2 separate regions of the Pan troglodytes genome follow, and region 1 is linked to region 2. Evidence: chromatin contacts called from public capture Hi-C data. All regions are on one chromosome and are shown on one strand. The core of a region is the stretch at or near the end of the contact, and the rest is flanking DNA. Distances in the headings are between cores, read along the strand shown.

Evidence for each region. Capture Hi-C pulls out chosen DNA fragments and counts their contacts.
Region 1: a capture Hi-C map of stem cell-derived neural stem cells shows a contact between it and region 2, with 7 times the contacts expected there. The contact joins two enhancer-like sites. A contact is called at or near these places in 2 of 7 Hi-C or Micro-C datasets (induced pluripotent stem cells and stem cell-derived neural progenitor cells) and 1 of 1 other capture datasets (stem cell-derived neural stem cells).

Annotation. Positions count from the first base shown.
Region 1 is chr19:11,166,420-11,170,434 of NHGRI_mPanTro3-v2.0_pri, reverse strand. All of the region lies in intron 5 of VPS53 (VPS53 subunit of GARP complex), which reads left to right. Among named protein-coding and RNA genes, the nearest start is that of VPS53, 38 kb to the left of the region's middle. Within about 2 kb of position 1,669, at least 3 of the 24 cell types and tissues checked have an H3K27ac peak or open chromatin away from gene starts, as enhancers often do. A contact at or near this core is called in stem cell-derived neural stem cells, where this site is marked.
Region 2 is chr19:10,644,540-10,648,187 of NHGRI_mPanTro3-v2.0_pri, reverse strand. It overlaps DOC2B (double C2 domain beta), which reads left to right. Exons shown (of 9, transcript XM_016931100.4): 2 at 1,903-1,982. Among named protein-coding and RNA genes, the nearest start is that of DOC2B, 9.0 kb to the left of the region's middle. Within about 2 kb of position 1,612, at least 3 of the 24 cell types and tissues checked have an H3K27ac peak or open chromatin away from gene starts, as enhancers often do. A contact at or near this core is called in stem cell-derived neural stem cells, where this site is marked.

The sequences.
Region 1 (4,015 bases), core at 420-2,919, 520 kb before region 2:
TGCTCCCCTGGTTTCTCCTGGCAACCAGATGACCAAAACGTCGATGTGCCCTCTTGCAGAGCACTTTCCAATTGATCCGTTTCATACATGGCAGGACAGGACAGGGCAGGCACCCGCAGCAGCCACGTGCTGTCCCTCAGTGTCCCTTGGACCAGGACCGTGTACTGTGGCACCGCTCACCCGAGGCCAGATGAGAACACTGGGGCTTCCTTGTCTTTCTCCTTCGTGTCGGGCATCTCCTGTGCCCTCTTTTATTTTGTGGGCTGTGGCTAAATGAGGTTGCTGCATTTGTCAGCTGAGTTGTTGGGGTTTTGATATTTTGTGGCTGTAAAAGATAGTAACCTGACATAGTTACCATTTCCTCGTACCTCACTTTGCCAGCAGGCAGGTGACTCAAGATTCATTAAAAAATTTTACAAGTTGGCCGGGCACAGCGGGCACAGCGGCTCACGCCTGTAATCCCAGCTACTCAGGAGGCTGAGGCATGAGAGTCACTTGAACCCAGGAGCCAGAGGTTGCAGTGAGGCGAGATCGCACCACTGCACTCCAGCATGGACGACAGGGGTGAGACTGTCTCAAAAAAAAAAAAAGTTTTATAAGTCTTATTGGATCTAGTTAAGGAGGCCATTGGAGGGAATGAAGTAAGTCTTATTGGATCTAGTTAAGGAGGCTGTTGGAGGCAATGAAGGGAAAAGTGTGTAGGGAGGAGATACTCTTTAATAATTGAGGGGCCAGATGTTATCTGTGAACCATTTCCCTTTTTATTTGATTCTGTTCTTCTGTTGAGGCATCGTATTTCAGAATGCCTGTCGTAATAGAAATGCTGAGCTTGCCTTTCTAGCCGTCCTCTCTTGCCATGTCCTGTCCTCCCTTATCAGCACTAACTCAGGTCAGGACTGCTTCTTTGCAAGTGCTTCAATGCTGTGATTTCTCCTCTTTGACATTTTTTAGGACAGCTAATTTCTAAAAATGTTCATCCTGCTGCCCAGATTTGGAGTGGGAGGAGCGTATAATCCTACGTTGAAATTTCCAGATCTCTGATATTTCTGTTTCCTTCTGCCAGTTGCTTACAGATATTAGGAGTCTCTTTCTTTTACATCTGTAGTTTTCCCATCTGTCTATTTTTACTACTTTATATCACTTTCTTTTTCCATTTTTCCACTTTATAGTCACTTTCCATTTGATAGCCCGTTTCCTTTGGCCTGTTTGTGAGTAGTTGGCCTTCTTGTCATCATCAGAATTTGTGTGTAGACACGTTAGGTTCCTAAAACTGTTGCTGTTTTCTGGACTCCTGTATGGTTTTTAGCCCTCGTTACCTCGTTTTGTCTGTTGGGGTATATTTCATGAAGCATGGCTTCTTTGGCAGATGAGGCCCATGTAAATGGGAACTTCAGAGGGGTCCTACAGAGGGACAGGGCAGCCTCAAGCACTCCAGCTGCATTCTGCTGCTTAGCTGTCCTAATCTGTGTTTGATCGTATTGTCTGCTTCTTCAGACACCGTATCAGCTCTGGCCACTAAATGAAATCCAAGGCCAGGCATGGTGGCCCACACCTGCAATCCCAACACTTTGGGAGGCTGAGGCGGGGAGATCACTTGAGCCTAGGAGTTCCAGGCCAGCCTGGGCAACATGACAAAATCCTGCATCTTCAAAAAGTACAAAATTAGCTGGGCATGGTGGTGGCCTGTGCCTGTAGTCCCAGCTACTGAGGAGGCCGAGACAGGAAGATCAGCTGAGCCAGGAAGTTCGAGGCTGCAGTAAGCCATCATCGTGCCACTGCACTCCAGCCTGGGAAACAGAGTGAGACCCTGTTTCAAAAAAAAAAAGAAATCCAAATTCCTTTGCTTGGCATTCAAAATTCTGGTCTCCAATTCCAGTTTTGCCTCCTCTTGTGTTCTGTCTACACTGAAGACTTTGTGCTCTACGAGCATGCGTGTGCTTTCTGGACCTGTGCTTACAGACTCTTTTGTGCTTGAAATGCTTTTCCTCCTATTTCTTTAAGCCGCCGCATTTCCCAATCTTACCCATCCAAGGACCAGCTCAGATACTAGTTTCTTGACGATGTTTTCCATTGACCTTATCTGAATACACCAAGGAATCAGAATTTTGAACTGGAAAGGATTTGAAACTCATCTGGGCCCCTCCCCTCATTTTACAGAGGAGAAAATGGATTCCAGTGTCCCTCGATGTCCTTTCTCCATAAATCCCACAGCCCCATTCTTGTACTTTTCATTTGGCTTTTGGGGTCTCCCTTGACTTACCAGAGAACAAGTCTCATCCCTTTGATGTTTGTAAGCTCCTGGAAGGTAAGAACTGTATCTTTGTCATCTTTCTATTTCACTACACACAGGCCACATGCAATAACATTTTATTCAACTGAGCCGGGCACAATGGCTCATGCCTGTAATCTCAACACTTTGGGATGCCTAGGTGGGAGGATGACTTGAGGCCAGGAGTTTGAGACCAGCCTCGGCAACATAGCAATACACGTCTCTACGAAAAGGTAAAATAATTAGCTGGGTGTGGTGGTACAAGCTTCAGTGAGCTGTAATGGTGCCGCTGCGCTCCAGCCCGGATGACAGAGCGAGACCCCGTCCCCAAAAGCAACAGCAAAACCCCCACAACATTTTATGCAACTGTATTGAATATTTTGTCTGTCTAAGATTGTTTATTAATTATAAATAAACAAAAACATTTTATCATAAAAACATCATTTTGATCGGCAAGTGGGTGTTCCTTAAAAGTGATTTAAAACTTGCTTTGTGCATTAAGAGTCCCAACTTGCTGCTACTGGGAATAGTAACACTGCTTGTTCAGAGTGATTCAGTCTACATTTGGAATAGCTCACTAGAAGTCTTACAGTGCAGGAGTCATAGATGTTTAAAATTTCAAGAATGTGAAAATAGTGAGTGATTCATCAGCATTTTTTGTTGGGTCGTGCTGTGTATAATAGATGTATATCTTTCAGTTATTTACGTTTCAGCCTGTGGTTCTGGACTCTTGCAAACTAGCGGTATTGCAGAGTCAGACCCAGAATTAGACAGTCTGCAGGAATGTCGGCGTTCTCCCCCATCCCGTATTAATAGGTTACAGGTTGCCGCGGCAGAGCAGGTCGTATTTCAGAGAGCAAGACCACATTTCCAAGAATGTTTAGATAGCATTTCAATCTGTGATGGAATTTTGTATTCGTCTCCTTAGAATCCAGACAGAAAGGAAGCCCAGAAGAAATAATTGCTTTTCCTGTCATGTCCCCATCTGTCTTTTCCAGCACTTTGTAATGCAAACTGAAGTAGAAGCTTTTTTTTTTCCAAGGAGCTCTTGGGTCCTGTCCTTGTCAACTCCTAGGGGTGAAAGCCTTGCTCTCCAGCCCTGGCTGGCTGGTTTGCTAAAAGGAGTCTATTTGACTGGCACAGACTTGGTGGAATTACGGATGTTCCAAAATACTGAGTTTTGTAGGTCAAGAGGCCCCACGTTCCCCTCTTCCCTGGAAGAGAAGAGAAGTTTGCTTTCAGCACTCGCTTCCTAAGCTTCTGAAGAACACTCAGAAGGGTGTGGCAATATGGACAAAAGGAGGTTTTCCTTTTATAAATTTAATCTTGATTGTGTTTAACCAGAACCGATGTGCTGCTTTTAAATTTGTATTTATTATTATTATTTTAGGGACAGGGTCCTGCCCTGTTGCTCAGGCTGGAGTGCAATCATTGTTCACGGTCACCTTCAACCCCTGGGGCCAAGTGATCCTCCCACCTTAGCCTCCGAAGTAGCTAGGACTACAGGCATGTGCCACCACACACAGCTATTTTTAATTTCTAATTTTTTATTTTTGGTAGAGATGGGTTCTTCCTGTCTTGCCCAGGCTGGTCTTGAACTCCTGGCCTGAAGTGATCCTCCTGCCTTGGGTTCCCAAAATGCTGAGATTATAGGCATGAGACACTTATTATTACAAGTCGTCCCCACTTACCTGTGGGGGATACATTCCAAGACCCCCAGTGGATGCCTGAAACCCAGAGAGTAGC
Region 2 (3,648 bases), core at 363-2,862:
TTCTGTTCCCAAAGGCAGGGAGGGAAATGAGCCAAATGAGGACAGTTTCATTCCAGAATGGGTCTTAGAGAAGCCAGTACTGTTAGCTGGAAAACTCACCATAGGGATCTGCTCCTTCTGTAATGATCTACTGAGCACCTCCTACACCGCAGGCACACTGTGCGGTGAGGTGGATACTATCGTTGTCTCCATTTCACAGATGAGTAAACTGAGGCATAAAGACGTTAGATAAGCTGGCCACACAGCAGGGAAGTGCACGCTGGGATTTGAACCGAGGAGACTGATGTCAGAGGGCAGGTCTTGCACCCCACACTGCTGCGAAGACAGAGACATGTGCCTGACCCGTGTTAGAAGGGGATAATCTAGACAAATGCCACTCCCATCACCAGCTCAGAATAAAGGACACTCCACACTCGTGGGCTTTCATTAGCCAATTTCCCTGCAGACCCAAGAAACTTTGTTATGCCTGGGCCCAGCACTCGCCCAGAGATCTGCAAACTTGTTCTATAAAGAAGGGCTGGATAGTAAATATTTTCAGCTGTGCAGGCCGTAGGGTCTGCTTCTGAAGTAGGAAAGCAGCCGCAGACGAGATGTTAATGATGGGCCTGGTCAGGTGTGGCCGTAATTGGATCTAGATCCATGTTGGGAGCCTAGCTCAGAGCCTGAAGAACACAGTCTTTCAAGTTTGGCCTTCCCTTATCCCCAGATCACACCAGCCACTAAGCCCGCACCTGCTGGTTGGCCTGTGGTTGGAATCGTCACCTCCCCCAGCCCCTCTTTGCCATTGGCCAACTCCTACTCATCCCTCATGGCTCAGGTGAAGCATCACCTCCTCCAGGAAGCCTTCCCTGGTGGTCCCAATTCACATGGGCTCCCCATGGCTCCCGGCTCACCAGACTCTACTGCGGCAAATTATTTCCATTTGTTCCTCCCCTTAGGCTGTGCTTTCCTTCGGGTAGGGACTCTGCCTCACAGATGTCCATCCCCTAGAGTCTGGCATGTTGTAAACACATGGTAAATAATGAAGGAATGTGACACCATTTGACCAGCCCTGCAGCCTGGGAGCAGGCTCTGGGCTTCTGAAGCCATCTGTGAATGTGCATCTTGCTGTCTGCGGACTGCCCCCAAGCTCTGCCCCCCACCATCATCTCCAAGCTCTGCCCCCACCATCACCTCGGCCTTCATGCTGGGAGCCGCTTCTGCATGGAAAGCCACAGCTGCTATGAGTGATTGCCCCCGGGGAGGGAGGCAGCTGCACCCAATTATGGCTGCAACCTCCCCCAATTATGGCTGCACCCTCCCCCCCGGCTTTTGGGAGTTACCACTGCCATTGAGAGACTTGGGGGCAGCAGTATGAGGACCCAGCTGGCTCCTCACGGCCTGCTCGGGGTTCCCAATGGGCCAGAGAGACAGAGGAGCTGCAGTCCTGTGTGTTGGCTGGGGGACTGTTGAGCAAATCAGCTGATCTTCCTGGCCAGGGCCTGTCCCTCTCAAAGCCTGGTCTCCTCCGCCTTGTGTGATCCTTGTGACATTTCATAGGTGAGGGAAACTGAGGCACGGGGCCCAGACTGGCAGTTGCACCAGGAGGGCAGGAACTGCTTTGGCTGGGTGCCCAGCTCAGGTGGGCCACACACTGGGCCAGACAGGGAACTGGAGTGACCCACCTGACCTCTCTGGGTCCCAGCTCCTCCTCTGGAAAGTGGGGAGATTATTGTGACTTCCCAGGGTTGGGTGGGACTGGGAGGATGGGTGAGGGGCTGGCATAGAGCAGGTGCTTGGTTGGTGGCAGCCGCCATGGAACGGTGGCACCTGCCCAGGCCAGGCTAATCTGGTCTCACAGGGGCAGGCGAAGCCTCTCCAAGATGCGGCCAGGGTGGGACCTGTGCCCTCCTCTGTCCGCAGCCGCCCTGGGCACGCTGGACTTCAGCCTGCTGTATGACCAGGAGAACAACGCCCTCCACTGCACCATCACCAAGGCCAAGGTAGGCCCCGCCAGCCTGCCCCCAAATTCCCTGCCCCGGAGTCCTTGAGAGGGCCTAGGTCAGGGAGGCCAGACCACACCACTCGCCAGGTTCCTGTCCAGGCTTTTGGATGTCTGTGCTGTGTGGGGTGCGGGGCCAGGAAGGAATTCTTTAAACCTTCTTGAATACCCAACCCCAAGAAATGCCTTGGACAGTCAGGCATTGCGGGGAGCAAAGAAACAGATGAGAATGGGAAGATGAAGGCCTGGACGGAGGACCCCCTCGAGCCTGGGGAGGGGCTGCTGAGAGGGAAAGAGAGGGGCAGGGTGATGTCTGTCCTGCAGGCCAAGGGAGGGCGGGTTGGGTGCTGGTGCCTCCAGGCCTCCCAGACGCCCTGAGGAGTGGGGACGCCACTTTGCACCCTGGAAGCCGAGCCACTGTAGGAGGCCGATGCCACTCCAGGCAGGGTGTCCGGGGCCTGAGCCCAGAGGCCCTCTGAGCCTCACTACGTGGGCTGGGGTTGTGGGTGCCTGTGGACCCCTCTGCAGCCTGGCCCGGCCCCTGGTGCTGCCCTCTGCAGCCTGGCCCGGCCCCTGGTGCTGCCCTCTGCAGCCTGGCCCGGCCCCTGGTGCTGCCCTCTGCAGCCTGGCCCGGCCCCTGGTGCTGCCCTCTGCAGCCTGGCCCGGCCTCTGGTGCTGCCCTCTGCAGCCTGGCCCGGCCCCTGGTGCTGCCCTCTGCAGCCTGGCCCGGCCCCTGGTGCTCCCCTCGGCAGCCTGGCCCGGCCTCTGGTGCTGCCCTCTGCAGCCTGGCCCGGCCCCTGGTGCTGCCCTCTGCAGCCTGGCCCGGCCCCTGGTGCTGCCCTCTGCAGCCTGGCCTGGTCCCTGGTGCTCCCCTCTGCAGCCTGGCCCGGCCGCTGGTGCTGCCCTCTGCAACCTGGCCCGGCCCCTGGTGCTCCCCTCTGCAGCCTGGCCCGATCCCTGGTGCTGCCCTCTGCAGCCTGGCCCGGCCCCTGGTGCTGCCCTCTGCAGCCTGGCCCGGCCCCTGGTGCTGCCCTCTGCAGCCTGGCTTGGCCCCTGGTGCTCCCCTCTGCAGCCTGGCCCGGTCCCTGGTGCTCCCCTCTGCAGCCTGGCCCGGTCCCTGGTGCTCCCCTCTGCAGCCTGGTCCGGCCCCTGGTGCTGCCCTCTGGCTCTGCCGCTCAAGCATGTGTCAGCTCCATGTTCTCAACTGTCCTGTTCCCTTCCCCTCACCCCATTGCTCCCTGTGGGAGGAAGGTGCCAAAATTGATGTTCTCTCGCAAGGTAAGGGCCTGCATGGCCAGTAGAGTCTCCCTAGTAGTGCCATGGAAGCGCCTGAGCCAGCCCAGCTCAGATCCAGTGGCTTCCCACAGAGCTGCCTGGGCCCAGGCCCCACCCAGCCTCCCAACCTGCAGGCCCCCTCCCCCTCCTCCCAGCCTGGCAGCGAGGGCTGCCCTTGGCACCATGCCCACCCAGCAGGACAGGCTACTGCGTGCCACCCCAGGCTGTCCCCCAGCCCAGCCTGGGCCACATGTGGACTGCCATGGGTAGGTGTGAGTGCCATCCACGCCAGCCTCAGGGCCCTGGTAGGGCACTGAGAGGCCTGCATGCTACATCCCACCCCTGCCCTCTCCTCTAGAACACCCCTAGGAGCAGAACTGAACATTTGTCAA